Linked DNA regions of Mus musculus: regions 1, 3, 4, 5 and 6 are each linked to region 2. A link is a contact called in public HiChIP or PLAC-seq and promoter capture Hi-C data. All regions are on one chromosome and are shown on one strand. The core of a region is the stretch at or near the end of the contact, and the rest is flanking DNA. Distances in the headings are between cores, read along the strand shown.

The links. HiChIP or PLAC-seq counts read pairs in DNA pulled down with a chosen protein or histone mark. Capture Hi-C pulls out chosen DNA fragments and counts their contacts.
Region 1: a contact with region 2 is called in an H3K4me3 HiChIP or PLAC-seq map of bone marrow-derived macrophages, with 4 times the contacts expected there. The contact joins the promoter of Oas2 here to the promoter of Ptpn11 in region 2. A contact is called at or near these places in 3 of 115 datasets of contacts at active chromatin or transcription factors (bone marrow-derived macrophages and embryonic stem cells) and 1 of 9 other capture datasets (embryonic stem cells).
Region 3: a contact with region 2 is called in an H3K27ac HiChIP or PLAC-seq map of epiblast stem cells, with 2.7 times the contacts expected there. The contact joins the promoter of Dtx1 here to the promoter of Ptpn11 in region 2. A contact is called at or near these places in 1 of 39 promoter capture datasets (hippocampal neurons) and 1 of 115 datasets of contacts at active chromatin or transcription factors (epiblast stem cells).
Region 4: a contact with region 2 is called in a promoter capture Hi-C map of adipose tissue. The contact joins the promoter of Oas1g here to the promoter of Ptpn11 in region 2. A contact is called at or near these places in 2 of 39 promoter capture datasets (cranial neural crest and hippocampal neurons), 3 of 115 datasets of contacts at active chromatin or transcription factors (embryonic stem cells and forebrain) and 3 of 9 other capture datasets (adipose tissue, macrophages and pancreatic islet).
Region 5: an H3K27ac HiChIP or PLAC-seq map of embryonic stem cells shows a contact between it and region 2, with 6 read pairs. The contact joins the promoter of Oas1c here to the promoter of Ptpn11 in region 2. A contact is called at or near these places in 4 of 39 promoter capture datasets (the 3T3-L1 cell line, the SN4741 cell line and hippocampal neurons), 9 of 115 datasets of contacts at active chromatin or transcription factors (the SCID.adh cell line, T-cell acute lymphoblastic leukemia, bone marrow-derived macrophages and 5 more) and 2 of 9 other capture datasets (liver and pancreatic islet).
Region 6: a contact with region 2 is called in a promoter capture Hi-C map of liver. The contact joins the promoter of Mapkapk5 here to the promoter of Ptpn11 in region 2. A contact is called at or near these places in 1 of 39 promoter capture datasets (erythroid cells), 7 of 484 Hi-C or Micro-C datasets (CD4 T cells, CD8 T cells, LSK cells and 3 more), 5 of 115 datasets of contacts at active chromatin or transcription factors (bone marrow-derived macrophages, embryonic stem cells, epiblast stem cells and 2 more) and 2 of 9 other capture datasets (adipose tissue and liver).

What each region holds. Positions count from the first base shown.
Region 1 is chr5:120,748,182-120,751,100 of GRCm38.p6, forward strand. It overlaps Oas2 (2'-5' oligoadenylate synthetase 2), which reads right to left and starts at 1,667. Exons shown (of 11, transcript NM_145227.3): 1 at 1,278-1,667; 2 at 357-603. The coding sequence starts at 1,592.
Region 2 is chr5:121,190,095-121,192,971 of GRCm38.p6, forward strand. Ptpn11 (protein tyrosine phosphatase, non-receptor type 11) reads right to left here and starts at 1,303. Exons shown (of 16, transcript NM_001109992.1): 1 at 1,108-1,303. The coding sequence starts at 1,121.
Region 3 is chr5:120,710,314-120,713,234 of GRCm38.p6, forward strand. It overlaps Dtx1 (deltex 1, E3 ubiquitin ligase), which reads right to left and starts at 1,356. Exons shown (of 10, transcript NM_008052.3): 1 at 1,172-1,356; 2 at 1-662.
Region 4 is chr5:120,886,322-120,889,021 of GRCm38.p6, forward strand. Oas1g (2'-5' oligoadenylate synthetase 1G) reads right to left here and starts at 1,292. Exons shown (of 7, transcript NM_011852.3): 1 at 1,059-1,292. The coding sequence starts at 1,241.
Region 5 is chr5:120,811,167-120,814,229 of GRCm38.p6, forward strand. It overlaps Oas1c (2'-5' oligoadenylate synthetase 1C), which reads right to left and starts at 1,348. Exons shown (of 7, transcript NM_033541.4): 1 at 1,268-1,348. It also overlaps the pseudogene Oas1b.
Region 6 is chr5:121,544,598-121,547,465 of GRCm38.p6, forward strand. Mapkapk5 (MAP kinase-activated protein kinase 5) reads right to left here and starts at 1,295. Exons shown (of 14, transcript NM_010765.2): 1 at 568-1,295. The coding sequence starts at 603.

The DNA of each region.
Region 1 (2,919 bases), core at 417-2,916, 440 kb before region 2:
GTTTGGGAAGAATTAAGAGGTGTGTCCTTGGGCTGGTGAGATGGCTCAGTGGGTAAGAGCACCCGACTGCTCTTCTGAAGGTCCGGAGTTGCTCCAACACTATGCCTGTCTGTTTCCCACCATGGTGATAAGGGGCTAACCCTCGGAAACTCGAAGCCAGCCACTTAGTTAAATGCTTCTTTTTATAAGAGTTGTCTTGGTCATGGGTGTCTCCTCACAGCAACTGACCAGTGACTAAGACAGGAGTTTACAAGCTCCATTTTGGAGACAGCCTCAGCCCACGGGACCCCAGTGGCCTCCCAGGACTCCCAGAATGCTTGGACACCCCCCCCACCCCCAGTCCCCAGATCACTCACGTAGAGGATTGAAGACTGGAAGTAATTGCAGGAGTATTCTCTGCCCTGGTACAGACACTTGTACTACAAGGGCATGTTCATGCTTTACTGACTTCTTCTCATGGATTTTCAGCCACAGTTCAATGACGTCAAGGTATGCATCTTGGTATTTTATCTGATCCTGGAACTGTTGGAAGCAGTCCATGAAGAGAACAAGGGTACCATCGGAGCAGCCTCTTAGGGCTGTTTCCCGGCCATAGGAGCCACCCTGTGGGGAAATGGAGGGGCAGTTGTGAGATCTAGACTTTCTGAAGCTCCAGGTAGTGACATTTCTTAAATCAAGTGAAATCCCCCAAATGGCACTGGCATTTTAAAATCAGGTTGCCAGCACCAGTTTGTGTCCATGTTTTGCATGCTAGCTCCAAACTGGGGTCAACTCAAAACTGCGCTAAGACGAACAAATAACACAGCAGAATACTATACAGGCATGGAAAAAAAATAGATATGGTAGAGTACTATGTAGGCATGAAAAAGATACACGAACAAAAATCTCATAAATGTGGAGTCAAAGACACTCTATGGCAAAGCACAAATGCATGTAGTCAATCCCTGGTAATTTACTGAGCACTGATAACAGCCGTCCCTGTGCTAAGAACACTGCGTGCTTCACCATCACAACACTCTGAAGTGGGGTCTAGGCTGACCTCATTCTGCAGATCTGGACACTGAGGCACAGAGAGGTAAAGGACCCTTCCGGGAGTCATGCAGCCAGGTGGAAGAAGACCTGGCAGCAGCTTGGGCCCCTTCACTGTCTGTCCTCAGAGGAAAGCCTTCGAAGTGCAATCCCCTGGGCCCTGTGTGGCACAATGCTCAGCACCACCACCTTTGGGAACAGCGAACTCTCCTGGGATGCAGAGCCCTGGCCCCCACCCTGAGCCTCACCTTAGCCACTTCCTTCACAGGGATCTGACTGCGCAGCAGGTCCCAGATGGCATCCACGGCCTGGTCTATCTGCTTCAGAGATTCTCTGTTAGGTTTGAGGTTTTCCTGGATATACCCTTCTAGCTTCTGCGATGGCACCGAGGACACCGCAATCTGCTTCAGACAGTTTTCGTTGGGTGTGAGGTTTGCCTGGATAGACTTTTCTAACTTGTGCACTGGCCCGGAGGGCACCCCTGAAGACCCACCAGGTGACCAGCCAGATGAATAGCCAGATGACCTGTCAGATGACCAGTTTCCAGTCAGCCAGTTTCCCATCGTTGCTAGCTGGTCTTGTCAATTGTCGAGGCAGAGCACTGTAGCTCAAGTCCTGGGCCTTCTGCCCTGCACCCGGGTTTCTAGAAAGAGGAAATCAAGTCCAAAGCCCCACCCCTAACACAGCCAAGCCTAGGAACCTAGGAAATCGAAACTCAAGTGTGGGAGTTACTTCCCAGCAGCTGGTGTGTGTTTGCTTCCAGCTAGCTGGCCACTCCCAAGGACACCCCAGCTTAAACTTAGAGCCTCTAGAGCCTCAGGGGACACCTGCACAGAGGCCAGTGTTTGCGTCCATCAGTGTAGGACTGTCTTCTTGGTGCCTCTGTTTCCTCTACCTATAGCTAGGAGGAGCATGTCTCAAAAAAAATTGGCAGAAAGCTGGCTGGCTAAATGCTAAGCTAATTTGATTTTATTGAGGGTAGAGTCTGTCCGTTAACATAATGTCCTTCCTCCTTGTTTCCAGTGGCTGAAGCATTCGGTGACAGACAGGGCAGACAGACTGAGCTCAGAGAAGGTGCTGACTTGCTCAAAGATGCACTGCAGGACAGGTGCCTTGACAGACAGATGTAGGCTTCCTGACTTTGGGTGAACATAGGTCCCTGAAGAGTCAAGAGTAGTCCTCCCCCCCCCCACATGTTAAAAAATAAATATTTAAATATTTAAAAATTAAACACAAAAAGAAACCTCACCAATTCAACACAATTATTTTGGGTTAGTATTGAGACAGAGCCTGCTGTCTAGCCCAAACTGGCTTTGAGCTGGTAATCCCCTGCCTCAACCTCTCATAAACTGTTATGTATAGCATCTTCTTCCAAGGTAGATGGCACATTGTATGTGGCTGTCCTACGTGGCAGATGGCTTCCTGGGACCCTCACCAGGAAAGGCACAGTGACTTTGTATCACCTTGGAGTCCAGTGGAGTGACTGAAGTCACAAAAAAAATATGGGCTCTGACAAAGGATCCCTGAAAGCAGCAGACTTCTTGTAGTTCCTCTGAGTGAGGCCATAGAAGGAAAATGGCTTAGGGGACACTAGCAGCTCTCAGGGACCCTGCCTCAGCTTCCTGAGGAGTCGAATATGTGTATCACCTCACCCAACCCTCACTGTGTCCCACTGGGCCTCTGCCATATCATTCCAGAGCCACTATGGGGGCCGCTCTTGGAGACTCTGGGGGTCAGGTCAGTAAGGCCTCTCTTTCCTCTGCCCTGATGGCGGTCACCTCACTCTTCACTGTGGCTCACAGTCACCCCAATTCTGGAGCCATTTTGACAAGAGAGCCCAGAGTCTGTGTGGTGGGGACAAGAGCTGCCATTAGTTCTGAAGGAAAAAAA
Region 2 (2,877 bases), core at 53-2,552:
GTCAAGGTTTAATCAAACTGTCCGCCGAATCAGGTGCAACTTATCTCAATAAAAATGTTGGTTTTTTTGTTTTGTTTTGTTTTGTTTTTTGTTTTTGTTTTTCGAGACAGGGTTTCTCTATGTAGCCCTGGCTGTCCTGGAACTCGCTTTGTAGACCAGGCTGGCCTCGAACTCAGAAATCTGCCTGCCTCTGCCTCCCAAGTGCTGGGATTAAAGGCGTGCGCCACCACGTCGGGCTTAAAGCTGATTTTAAAACTAAACAAGTCCTTATAGTGTGATCCGGCCTGTAACCCCAGCGCTAAAGGGGTTGAGATAAAGGGGAAATGTACACTGGATGCTAACCTGGGCAACACAGTGAGAGACTTGCACCTCTTACCAGGTAACATGCCACAATGTACTTCATCCTGAAAACTCAATTTGGTCATGTTTAGGAAAGGGATTCCACCACCCACCTCGTACCACTGCGGTACGCGTTAAGCTGGCTTCTAGTAAGAGCAAAGTCAATGTCACTAATGGAGTCTCGTTACCCTGAAGTGGAAACTCACTCATTCGCCTCCAATCTAAGCTTCAAATCCTGTCCTGTGACGAGCACGTTATTCCCGAGCCTCAGTTTCCACATTCGTCAAACAGAGGGGACAATCCCACGGCCAGATACGGTTCCCTTTCCTCCCACCTTTCAAAGCAAAGATCACAGTGGGGAGGGAACACTCCCAGCCGCTGCAGAGAGCTTCAGTTTTCCCACTTCTGGCACTTGGGGGCGAGGGCGAAGACGCAAAAAGGGGGCACCTGAAAGGGTCCTGTGTGAAGGCCCCGCGGTGGCCCGGGCGCCTCCCCGAGCGCGCGGGGTTATTTCGGAATCCCCAGGAGGCGACGCTCATGAGGCAATGGGTCAGGAATGCGGCGGCCGGCCGGGGCCGCGGGTGTCCCCACGGGCATCCCGGGCCGCGGGAGCAGGAACTCGGGGCGGCAGGAAATGAATGGGGACCCGCGGGCGGGGCGGCGGGGAAGCCAAGCCGACGGGGAGTCCCCGGTGTGACCCCCGGCGGCCCGCGCAGTCCAGAGGCAGCGGGGACCCAGGCCGCGGCCCGGCCCCTGCGGGCGGCTCACCTCCGCGATGTCATGTTCCTCCCGTCTCCGGCTCCGCACGGACCCGCTGCTCGCTCAGGCTCCGCGGGGTACCGTCACATGGAGGGGGCCCGAGCGAGGCCCCGCTCCGGAGCCGACACGGGTGCGGGCAGAGCCGGCCGGCCGCGCGCGCACAACCCCCTGCCAGGCCTGGATCCCGGACACTGCGCGGCCGCCCCGCCGCCCGGCTCGCTCCGCCCTCGCCCGCGCCCCCGCCCCTGGCCGCCGGCGCCTGCGTGACGTCATCGCGCGCCGCCGCCACGGCCACTATCTGCTTCCGGTTTGCGGGGCCCTGAGCAGTGCTAGGGAGTTTGGTGTGGGATTCCTCCTCTGAATCGGTGCGGCTACACCCGTGAACGCCTGGACGATTCTTCTAAACGGGGACGTCGCACATAGGTGCGAGGACACAATACACAATATGCATCCAGGGCGGCTGCACACGGGAAAAGAAGCAAACAAATAAGGGAGGGGGAACACGAGTTCGATTCCCAACACCTACCTGTATGGGGCAGCCCACAACCTTCTGTAAATTTGGTTCTACCGGATCCGCCGTTCTCTTCTTGTGGCTCCTCGGGCACTGCACTCACGGGCACATATCCATACACATAATGTTTTATGATTTACTCCTTTTGCCCGGCAAGGTGGCGTACGCCTTTAATTCCAGCACTAGGTAGGCAATAGCAAGTGGATCACTGTGAAATCGAGGCCAGCCTGGTCTGTATAGTGAGTTCCAGGACATCTAAGTAGGGAGACCCTGTCAAAAAGAAATATATATTACTTTTTTTTTTTTTTTTTTTGGTTTTATGAGACGGTTTCTCTGTGTAGCCCTGGCTGTCCTGGAACTCACTCTGTAGACCAGGCTGGCCTCAAACTCAGAAATCTGCCTGCCTCTGCCTCCCGAGTGCTAGGATTAAAGGCATGCGCCACCACGCCCGGCTAGAAATATATATGTATATATATATATATTACTTTGTATTTTTTAATGTTTAGTGTATTAGTGGTTGCCTTGCATGTAAGTATGTGTGTAACTGCATGAGTGCCTAGAGCCCAAGATCTGAAAAGAACAACAGTTCCTGGAACTGGAGTTACAGGCAGTTGTAAGCTGTCATGTGGGTGCTGGAAACAAAACTTAAGACCTCTGAAAAAGCACTCAGTATTCTTAACTGCTGAGCCATCTCACCAGCCTCTCCCGTTGAATATTTTTTGTTTTGTTTGTTTATGAGAAAAGAGACAACCTATGTACCACGGCCATACTTTTACAACTTGAACTAAAATTAACACAAATGTTTTTTGCAGTTTCACCCATACCGGGATTAGCAATCCTAACAAGTGATCCTTTTTCTAAATTAAGAAATCTGACCTTTTCACTTCAAAGAAACACTTCATAACTTCTCCTTCCAAATGTCCAAATTGTTAGTACCAGTACGCTGCTACGGGGGTTGGGGAGGGGGACTTTGTTAGATGAATGTGGCTTTCTTGAACAGCTCCATCTTAATGAAGTGTAAAGTTATGAAACTGATGAACTAGAAGCTACATAGATGGATCAGCAGATAAGAGAGTTAGCTGCCCAAAAGTCAGGCAGTGGTAGTGCATGCCTTTAATCCCAGCACTTGGGAGGCAGAAGCAAGTGGATCTCTGAGTTCGAGGCCAGCCTGGTCTACAGAGTGAGTTCCAGGACAGTCAGGGCTATACAGAGAAACCCTGTCTCAGAGAGAGAGAGAGAGAGAGATTGAGAGAGAGAGAGAGAAATAG
Region 3 (2,921 bases), core at 106-2,605, 480 kb before region 2:
GGCCGCTGCCGCCTGCGGGGCCAGGTCCCCACTGTTGCTGGCCCAGCTCCTCCTGGGCCTGGGAGCACCGGGGAAGCTTCGTCCTCCCTCTCCAGGGCGGGCGGCGAGGAGTGTGGCCTCTTTTCCAGCTGGGCTCGTCTCCAAGGCCTAGAGGCCTGGGTTAGGGGGATGGGTGGCCATCCAGACGCTGCGAGGACCCCTTCCCGCAGAGCGCAGCTGTTGCACACAGCGGTGCGCGGTAGGCAATGTCTGTCCTAGGTGGGGGACATGATCTCAATCCCTTAGTCCCCTCAGTGCAGGTGCAGGAGTGAGGAGGCACTTGCCCCTCTAAGTCCGGCCTGTCCCTGCTTCTCTCCCGTTCCTTCTGTCCGCCACGCAGGGCCTTGTCACCCAGGAGGCCCTGGCCCCAGCCTGCTGCTCCTTGCGCGCTTGGCTCCGCTTTCCAGATCCCGTGCCTCGCTTCGGGGTGACTTGGGTCCGCCCCTCCCGACGGGGCTCCCTGCACCCCTGCACCCCTGTCCCCTCTCCTGGCCGGCCTGAGTGGTGGTAGATCTCCCAGGGAAGGGGGCGGAGCGTGGGGATCGCGGTCCGGACCTGCAGCTGGGGGACCCTGGGGAGGGGCGGGGGCCGTGGGCACGCCCCACCCCACTGGTGTTCGCGACCTGCAGGGGCGACAAGAAGGAGAAAGGGCCCTTTAAGAAGAGAGCAGCCCCCTCCCCCTCCCAGGAGCCGCGGCAGAGAACAATGGGGCGCCGGTGGGGGGGCGGCAGGGAGGCTCGGGGGTCTGTGCCCTGCAGTCCCTGGGGTACCCGGAGAACAGCGGGCATCATACCCCAGGCTGTCACCCGCAGTGGCCCGTGTTCGGTTGGAGCGCGTCCCCCGCCCCGGGCCGCGCGCTACCGGGGGCTGCGGTGTGGGATGCAGGGACGCGGGATGTGGAGATGCAGAATTCCGGGATGCGGAATGAAGGATGTGGGATGCAGGGATTCGAGTTCAAGATGCGGGATGTTGAGATGGATGGAGGGTGCCGGATGGAGCCGCGACCGAGGTTTCCTCAGGGGTGGCGTCCCCGGGGGCAAAAGAGCTGCAGGTCGTTATGTCCCCGCCCGGTGGCATCTGCCCGTGGGCCCGCCAGAGCCAGGGATTTGGGGTCCCTGCGCTACACGCTCACCGTGATCTCCCCGCGCTGGCTCTTTTCACCCCCCGCTGACTCTTTCTCCGCTGGCTCCCGGGAGGGAGGGAAGGAGGGCACCGCTTTGCCCCAGCCCGGACCTCGCCCGCCGCCGGATAGACAGACAGACAGGAGGACGCAGTAGTCCTGGCGCGCGGACGCGTCGGACGCGTCGCTGGGATCCCGCGGGTGGAGGCGGCCTCGGGGCGGGGCGGGTAGAGGAAGGGGAGGAGACCGATCCGCCCAGCCGCTGTGACACGCGAGTCACCGAGTCCCCGGCTGGGCCCACGAGGCATCAGATCCGTTCTGTGTTTAGGGGTTCTGGTTCCAATCTATCATCTTTGCATTTAGCATCTATGCTAGGGCCTGGTACACAACAGGCGCTCAATAAGTACTTGAATGAATGAATCTGATTTAGAGACAGTCTAAAGACTGCTCATAAGGCCACTGGCCAACTACAGGGTGATCTCTTGGAGCAGCAGTTTAAGCGTTCATGGGCACTGTGATAGGCCCTCTGGCAAGCTGAACACAGCATCTGCAGACACAGGTATGGACTGAGAGAGGAGACATCCAGGACCTGCCCTGTTTAGATTGGGAAAGATGAGGCTGTGTGGGACTGCGATCCAGGCAGCTGAGCAGGGTTAAGGGACCTCTTTGGGAGCCAGACCAGAGTGGCCCTTGCTCCTCCTCTGTTGGGATCTGGGGGGATTGGGGGAGGGCAGGGGGAAGGGAGAGCAAGGGTGAAGGGCAGGCTACACTAGGCTCACTCCCAGAACCAAAACTGGATTAGCTGGAGTCTTTACCCTGCCCAGGACACCTGCGTTTTTGTTGTTGTTTTGTTTGTTTGTTTTTAGAAGAAAGCCATTCACAGCTACATCTAGTCACTGCTTAATGACCACCTTGCAATCGGTGGGAACCTGAGGTCCTCAGGGTAAGGAAGTCATCAACTCAAAGTTGCACAGGGATTTAGTAGCAAACACAAAAGAAGAATCCAGCCAACTCCTCCCAGCAGCCTCTCTTGATTCATCGGTCTTCCCTCCTCCTCCTCCTCCTCCTCCTCCTCCTCCTCCTCCTCTGTGACACCCCATATCACGCCATCAACTACTTTAACCACTTACACAAAACTGATTCCTGCTCAAAAGGCCCCTAAGGGCTTCCACCACGGTTCACCTCTGTGGCCCAAGATCATCACAAATGATGGCTTCTGCTTATTGAGTGTCCATTCCATTCAGCCCCTGGAGGTAAGACTGTGTCCTCATGTTATGGGCAGGAAGCAAAATCTCTGGAAGCTCAGAGAGGTTACTCAGTTTGTCCGACTTCCCACAAGAGTGAGTAGGGCTGGGAGTTGACGCCTCAACGCCTTTGCACTTTCCATGGCAACAGGCCGCCATGATGCGTGTTGAATGACTAATGGATGTAATCTGGCTGATCTAGCACAGTGAGGCCTTTCACCAAGGAGGGCTGAGAAGGACTACACGCAGTTAACAGCCACCTGTGGCTGCAGGCCCAGAAGGGGCGGGATCTCAGGATCCCATTCCTAGGAGCATGCATTGGTCACTCTGTCCCTGTCACACAGAACAGGATGGATGCGGGATTCCAGGCTCTTCCCACCCCCTCTCTGTCCATCTAGAGCTGGGGCCAGCTCTTCTCTGTTCTTTTAAGAGTGATATATATGGTTCTGGTTCCTATCTATCTATTTATCTATCTATCTATCTATCTATCTATCTATCTATCTATCTATCTATCTATC
Region 4 (2,700 bases), core at 42-2,541, 300 kb before region 2:
GTTCATCTGTGGAGTCTATATTTGTGTATGTCAGTGTGTGTGTGGGGGGGGGGGGGAGGGAAGTGTGTATGGGAGCGGGGGAAGGGAGAGATCTAAAGGAAATGAGCAAGGAATAGTGTTACACTATAACACAGTGTACTATGGAATAGCATATAGAATCATAGAGCAACTGAAAAGTAATAAAAGTGATCAACATCTAGAAAACGAATATTTTCAAAAGAAGAATTTATACTGAGAAGAGCCTCCCTAAATAAAATGCTGAGAATCATCACTAACACACCTGAGCACCAGCCACTGTTGAGAGAGGGCATTACAAATTGTCACATCTGCAGATGGAGAGGTGGGTCAGTAGTTAAAAGTGGTTGATATTCCTGCGGATGACCTCAGTTTAGTTCCCAGCACCCAAGTAGGCCAGCTCAGAGTCACCTATGTAACTACAGCTCTAGGGGATATGACACCCTCTCTTCAATCCTGACCTAACCTGCACTAATGCATACAGAGCCCCCACTCACAACTAAAAATATAAAAATACAATCAACTAAACACAACAAGGCAGAAAAGAAAAAACTTTGTTTCTGACTCCTTCACAGAGCCTGTGAGTTAGGTATCATTGTCATGAAATGCAAATCGAGCCCAGAGAGGGTCCTTCAATCCAGCCATGCAGCATGTGAGTGCTGTTCTGTCCTCCATGTCACATTTGACTTAGTCTATGTGACCTTGCCATCTTGGGGTGTGGACTGGGAATACTGGACATGGAGAAGGTAGTTAATTTACCCTATGTCACACAGCAGTGCAAAGGTTGGATCCTTTGACCTGCCACTCTCCAGCAAACTGCTTTACTGTTCTGGGCTTCAGTTTCTATGACTCTGAAATGGTCGTAGCCTGGGACTGGGGAACATAAACTGTAGCTGAGTCTCCTTCTACAATACAGACATGGGGCCTGGGGGGAGAACCCATCGCCAGCTGTGCTCAGAATTGAAGAGGAGGGATCAGGGCTGTCTGGCTTCTGAGATTCCCCTCCCACCCCATTCAGTCAGCTCAGGCAGAGGAGGGCTCACCTTCACCACCTTGGAGACCCTCACTGGGTGGGCAGCACCTTGGAAGCATCTCTCCTTCAGGAAATCACACACGACATTGACGGCTGATTTGACATCAGCACCAAAGGTGGTGTCGGGAAGGAGGTAATCCTCTATGAACTTGTCCAGCGTCCAGGCTGGGATGCTCCTGAGTCCGTGCTCCATGCTAAGTCTGGAGCTTCCTGGGTCTCCCAGCCTGGCTGAAATGGGAAGTAGATTTTCAGTTTCCATTTCCCGAGAAGGGCAGGGCTATGTAAATAGGCCAGGCCCCGACAGCCAATGGCTTCAGAGCTTCTGACCAGGTACCGCCAAGCCTAGGCTTTCTGAGGATCCCATCGAAGGAAGAATGCAAAAGGAAACTGATTTGGCTTTTTAGGGATTTCTTCTGGGGAAAAAAAAAAAAAAAAAAAAAAACTGTTACAGGGCATGTTTCAGGAGCAATTTGTACATGTAGGAGAAAAGGGGAAACTGAGTCAGGAAACTGCAGAAGATGGCTGGTGGCTCCGAGCTCGGCTTCCAGCTCCTGAAAACGTTTTAGGCAGAACTGCATTTTCTTTTCTCTTTAAGAACAGCACCTTCACAGGTTTTGTTTTTCCTTTACCTCTGGACCTGCAGCTCTAGGATTAAGGCAATTCTAACAGAAAGCTCAGACTTCACACTCGCCCCCTCTCCTACTCACGTCTTAAGTTTTCCCCTGTGGTGCTCCGGTGGGTGGGGGGTTGGGGCAAGGGTGGGGTATCACTCAGGACTTTCCCAAGGTTGAAGTACAGGCTGTACTACCAATTGGGTCAGGACAAGTCAGCAGTGAATATTACAGTGAGCTGTCTTTCAGGGCCACTGCAAGGGTGAAAGTCAGCCTTTGGGTGACACAGGTCCTGGAGGAACACTCATGGGCCACCACCCAAGGCTACATCAGAACAGTTTGATGACCTCCAACCCCTGCCTCTGTCCCCTCATCTCTTGTTTTGAGTTTTTCACTTCGTAGTTGTTGTGGTCCTGCTTTAAGGCCAAGGCTGGATTTGAACTCATGATTCCTCCAGGTTGGTCCCCCTCAGTGCTGGTGTTACAGGGTGGCCACTGTGCCTAGCTGTGCAGTGGATTGCCTAGGTGCTGTTTGTATTTTGATGCTAATCCTGCCCCAGATGAGGAGCAGATCACATACTGAGGTGATTTCCATATGAACCTGCTCACCACTTTAAGTGGAGAAAGGCTAGAGCCTGTGATTGGGCAATGGAAAAGAAAGGCGGGGCCGGAAGTTTTAGATGTGAGGGGGGAGGGGGGGAGGGAGAGGGAGGAAGGAGACTAAGGAGGAGGGGAAGACAAGACAGAGGGACAGAGAGAGGGGAAGATGGACGAAGAGGAGGTGGAAGGTGGAGCAGAACCATGTGACCTGGAGGAGCTGCAAGTAGCAAGGGATCTTATAGCTGGGGAATAGAGTACTGTAGTGTTATATGTGCCCAATCTAGGATGTGCACCTTATAAATATAACTGAGTCGTGTGTTCTTGGCATGGCATTTTGGGGTTGAAGATTTACTGATACAAAACTGGCTGGTATTCAATATCAAGGCTGTCTGGTGTTTCCCATTTACGACGATTTAGGTGGGCAAGAGAGAGGGCAGAACAG
Region 5 (3,063 bases), core at 98-2,597, 380 kb before region 2:
CTCTCAGCCACAGCATTGGGCAGGATCCTTTTTTTTTTTTTCCATTCATTTCTTCATCTGTTTTAGGGTTTTTTCCCCCTCACACTCTGGAGTGAATCCAGCTGTAGTGTAGCCCAGGATGGACCAGCCTCCACTATCCATCCTCCTGCATCAGCCTCTGCCTGCTGAACTGCTAGGGCCACCCACAATGCTGTTTTTCTTCCCTGTTTTCCTGCATGTGAAGGGCTAATGACCTAGAAGCCCCAGGCAGTCTGAGTGACTCCCTGCAGGAGGAGATATGGTGCTGATGTCAGTGTGCAGTGAGGATCAGGGAGGCCAACGGGGTAAGCACCCCACCAAAATCCACCAGCTTGGGGAAGCAGGACTAGGTCTGCAGACCCCCAAAGGTCCCATTTCCACCCTAATCCCCTGGAGCTCCCTGTGCCCGGTGAGCAGTCTCCACTAGCAATGGCTTCCTTCCTGGAGATGCATAAAGGCCAATCCTGCTCTTGCAGAAGGCCAGACTCTTTATTTCCTCATCGAAGTACATCCTGGTTAATGCTCGGGTGTGCACATGTGAGTATACACTTGTTTGTGTATTTGTGTGCATATGTGCACAGGCAAGCTCAGGAGTGTATTTAGTGTGTGCATGCCCTGTGCGTGTGCATGTGAATGTGTGTGTGTGTGTGTGTGTGTGTGTGTGTTTGGGACCTGCCATGTCAGTTCTCAGAATTGGAACTGGAAGCACAGCCCGAGCTCTTAAACTCTGAGCCCTCTCTCTGCCCTCTAAACAAGAGATGAGAAGATGGAGGCAGGGGTTGGAGGGCATCAAACTGTTTTGATGAGGCCTTGGGTATGTCACCCAAAGGTGATTTTCAACCTTGCCAGGGCCCTGAAAGACAGCTCATTTTAATAGTCACTGCTGACCTGTACTGTCCCCAGCTTGGTGGTACGGCCTGTACTTCACCCTTGGGGATGCCCAGACCCCACCCTCACCCAGACCCCCTGCACCACAGGGGAAAATGTAGGGTGTGAGTAGGAGAGGGGGCTTCTGGGAAGTCTGAGCTTTCTGTTAGAATTGTCTGTAATCCTAGACCTGCAAGTCCAGAGGTAAAGGAAAAACAAAACCTGGGGAGGTGCTGTTCTTAAAAAGAAAAAAAAAAAAAGCAGTTCCGCCTAAAACGTTTGCAGGAGATGGAAGCCGAGCTCAGGAGCCACCAGCCACCTTCTGTGGTTTCCTGATTCCGTTTCCCTTCTTCTACGTGCACAGATTGTTCCTAAAACGTACCGTGTAACAGCCTTTTTTCCAGAAGAAATCCCGAGAAAGCCAGGTCAGTTTCCTTACACATTCTTCCCTGGGCCGGATCTTAAGAAAGCTCAGGCTTGGATGGGGAGGTACCTGTTCAGAAGCCCTAACGCCATTGGCTGCTCGGGCCTGGATGATTTGCATATCCGCGCCCTTCCCGGGAAATGGAAACTGAAAGTCCCATTTCTGCTTCAGCCAGCCTAGGAGACACAGGACCTGCTGGCTGCAGAGGTAAAAGCTGGACCTAGGATGGAGCAGGATCTGAGGAGCATCCCGGCCTCGAAGCTTGATAAGTTCATAGAGAACCATCTCCCGGACACCAGCTTCTGTGCTGACCTCAGAGAAGTCATAGATGCCCTGTGTGCTCTCCTGAAGGACAGATCCTTCCGGGGCCCCGTCCGCCGAATGAGGGCCTCTAAAGGGGTCAAGGTGAGCCTTCCTCAGCCTGAGCTGGCCGAGATGAGGTGGGACAGGACTTTCAGAAGCCAGGCTGCAACCCTGATCCCTCCTCTTAATTCTGATCACAGCTGGCGATGGGTTCTTCCCCCCAAGTCCCACATCTGTATTGGAGAAGGAGCCTCAGCTACAGTTTATGTTCCCCACTCCCAGGCCATGTCCATTTCAGAGTCGGGGAAACTGAGGCCCAGAATGGCAAAGCAGTTTTCTGGAAAGTGGAGGGGCAGGTGGTGGGGCAGTGGTAATACAACCTTTGCACTGCTGTGTGACTTAGGGTAACTTAACTACCTTCTCCATGTCCAGTGTTCCACGCCCCAGGAATGATAAGGTCACATAGACTAAGTCAAATGTGACACGGAGGACAGACCAGGACTCGCCTGCTATGTGACTGGATTGATGGACCCTCTCTGGACTCGGTTCCCGGGCTGTCTGTCAAATCACATTTCATGACACTGGTACTTAACTCTCAGACTCTGTGAAGGGTGCAGAAATGAAGTTGTTTTCTTGTTTTCAGTTGACTGTATTTCTACATTTTTAGTTGTGAGTGGGGCTCTGTATGTGTTAGTGCAGGTTTGGTCAGAATTGAAAAGGGGGTGTCAGATCCCTTAGAGCTGCAGTTACATAGGTGGCTCTGAGCTGGCCTGCTTGGGTGCTGGGAACTAAACTGAGGTCATCAGCAGGAACAGCAGGCAGTTTTAGCTACTGACCCACCTCTCCATCCGGAGATGTGACAATTTGTAATGCCCTCTCTCAACAGTAGCTGATGCTCATGTGTGTTAGTGATGATTCTAAGCATTTTATTTAGGGAGGCTTTGTTCAGCATGAATTCTTCTTTTTATGATATTTGTTTTACAGACTTGGATCACCTTTATTGTTTTTTTCAGTTTCTCTATGATGTTATATGTTATTCTATATCACACAAGGCCATCTTCTCTTTAATGATGTCACTTGCGCATATTTCCTCCCAGCTAACAATGCCAACCATGGGACTATGGCTACATTCTCATATATCTGTATTAATTTAGTCATAGTCTCCTTCCAATCTCTACTATCCTTTACCTCCCACCAGACCCTCCCCAGAGATTCACTCTCTGATGGTATGTCACATGTGTGCAGCTAATGTGGGCACTGCATGAGTGCTACTGTACCCTTCCCAAACTCTTCTGTGCTTGTTTCATTTAGACCTCTCCCCCACTCCCATACACAGCCCCCCCCCCCACACACACACTTGAACACACAGAGACTCCACAGATGAACATGGATATTTTCCCTTCACGGTGTGGTTTATCTTCTGTATCAAGAGGAGATCCAGCACCCTCTAT
Region 6 (2,868 bases), core at 45-2,544, 350 kb after region 2:
TTAGAATACGGGGCGCTTTAAACTCTTCAGAAATAAACTCTTGATTCTTGAGAGTAGACAAGAGAACAGAAGGAAATGAACGCACAGAGAAGGGAAAAGCCAAAGGGCAGGTTTTGGGCAAAGGTAAAGCAACTCCTGAAGTTGAAGGTCTCAAACAGGCTTGGTTCAGAGCCATCAGGAGGGGTCAGAGCCACTGCCAAGTGTCGCAGTGGGTCACCAAGATGCAAATGGACACAGTTGGAGGTGATGGAAACATGAGAGTCCTAAGAAGCCCTCTTATATCCCACTCATATGAAGTATCTCCACACTACTCAACTTCGTTCTAGCTGAGCACAAATTGCATCAACCAAGGAGGCTAGAGGGAATCGGAGACACCACCCTACACAAGCCAACACTCTGGGCCTTCAAATGCGGTCCCCTTCCCCGGGAGGCCGAAAACCGAACTTACTAGATGCTAGGAACTAGAACCTCTACCTCCCATTCAAATTCTCTCTATTTCCCAAGGCCCACGATGAGCGGAATCGCGGTTGTCGACAAAGCAGGGTACGGGTTGCATCTCCCGCTTACCTTGATGGCTTTCTCCATGTCGCTGTCCTCCGACATGCTCCGCTGGGCTCCCACAGCCCGAAGCGGCGGAGGCTGCGCGGCTGTCCCGTCCCCTGGCAGCCGAGGAAGCAAAGGGCTCGGAGCTCGGGGAGACGGGCAGCGCCCGCCCCTAGGGAGCGGAGGGGATGAAGGTCCGGGTGCCGGCTCGGCTTCCGCAGGCGGCTCTAAGCTGGTGGCGGCGGTGGCGGCGGCAGCGGCGGCGGCCCCTGGGGACAAGCCTTTGTGCTGGGCCCCGCGCAGCCGCTTCCCGGCCTCATCCCCGGCCGGGGAGGCAGGCTCCCGGGGCAGGGCGAGGCGGGGAGGGGCCCGGCCTGGAGCGCCGTGCGGGGCTTTGGCGGGGCCGCCGCTTAGGCCTGGGTTCGCCAGCTCCTGAGGAGAAGCCTGCGCCGCCGCCTCCGCCTTCCCCGCCGCCGCCGGCACCAGCACCGTAGCGAAGCCGAAGCCGAGCCCGCCGCCGCTGCCGCCGCCGCCGCCGCCGCCGCCGCCGCCGCTCCCACTGCCGCTCCAGCGCCACACATCGCCGGGACGCCTGCGCCGGGCAGCCCGCCGGCCGCCCGCCCGCGCCTCACCCTCTGCAGCTTCACGCCAGCCATGCTGCCGCGGGGCTCTGCGACCACCCAGCCCCGCGCGCCTCTCGCCGGCATCCGCCGGCCTTTCTGAGGCTTTCCCGAGCCGCGCGGTGGATGTGCAGGCGCCAGCCGGGTCGTCCCCGGGGCGCGCCGCACGCAGCACAGGCCCCCGGGCCTTCCACTGACGTGGCGCTGGGTGAATGACGTAAGACGGCGCGAGGCCTGGCCTGCCGAAAGAGAAGCGGAATGCAGGGAGGGCGCATGCGCGGGAGCCCGCTGCTGAGTGTCTTGTGTTTTGAGCGAAACCTGTGGATGCAGCCAAGGAGTTGGCTGGGAAGTGGGATGGTAACGTGGGACATACAGAAATCTGGCTGTGTGGGAACCAACCGGATCGTGCTCGTCCTGTCAGCTTAGCGGGGTCGGAGATGTTGCTGCCTGCTGCAGCCATCTCAGCATCCCGAGGATGCTAGAAGCGGGAAGGAGGGACAAACGAGTTCTTGGCTTCCATGCGGACGGTTTTAGGACTAGCCAGTTTATGAAGCAGAATTGAAGGTTTGGTTGATTGATTGATTGATTGATTGATTAATTGATTTTTCGAGACAGGGTTTCTCTGTGTAACCCTGGCTGTCCCGGAGCTCACTCTGTAGACCAGGCTGGCCTCGAACTCGGAAATCTGCCTGCCTCTGCCTCCCAAATGCTGGGATTAAAGGCGTGTGTCACCACCGCCCGGCTCTGAAGGTTTTATTAACGATTACTTAAATGGAAGCGTATCCCTGAGAGAGTCATAAGAGACGAGTACACAAAGTATACACAAAGGAGTTTAGTACACGTCCTTTCTGTTAGATTTCTGAGGCAGTTCAAAGGAACAGACAGGGAGCAAAAGAGAGATGGGAGCCTGACCTCTTAACAGTCAGGACTGTGATTACTGGTGCGCACAGCAGGGGGCACAGTCCTCCTCCTGGAAGTTGGACTCCTCTACCAGAGGAAAAAGCTGGCTTCGAGGAGCCTATATAGTAAGGGTGTTAAGAATGCAGAAATATGGGGGGAGAGGCCTCAGGCCACTTCCCATTTCGTTTTATGAAGTTATCTAAATCAATTTAGATATTAAAATCAAAACTTCCAAGTTTTGGCCAGCAGTAGCCTTTGTCCAATGTGCATGGAGGCTAGATTGGGACCAAGAGCTGAGCAAGTTAGTGTCTTGAGGTCTCCCCATAGAGAGCTCTTTTAGATTAGCCTTCAGCCAGGCTAATGGTATGTCCTTTGGAATGGACAGTTTGGAACCCATGGCAGGCGTGCAACCAAGGTAAAAACATGGGTTAAATTGAGTCACCCAGGGGTATCCCTCAGATTTTCGATTAACCAAATGTAATGAGCATATTTAAAAAAAAAAAAAGCCGGTAAACCTGAAAAAAATAGCTTAGTTAGGAACTCCACTACACCCAGTGCTGCACCTGATAACCAGAACCCAGTGACCCAAGATAACCAGACACAGCCCTAGAACCCCATGGCCTCCACTGGACAGTACCTAAACAGAGACAAGAGCAATGCTCTGCACATCTGGAGAGACCTTCATCGGCCCTGCAGCTGGACAGTCTTCCCCAGGATCCTGACCCTTGAATCAGAGGCCACTATTAGAGACTGCACCTGACCTTTTGCTAATATGTCATACAGGTGAGCAGCCTAATACAACATA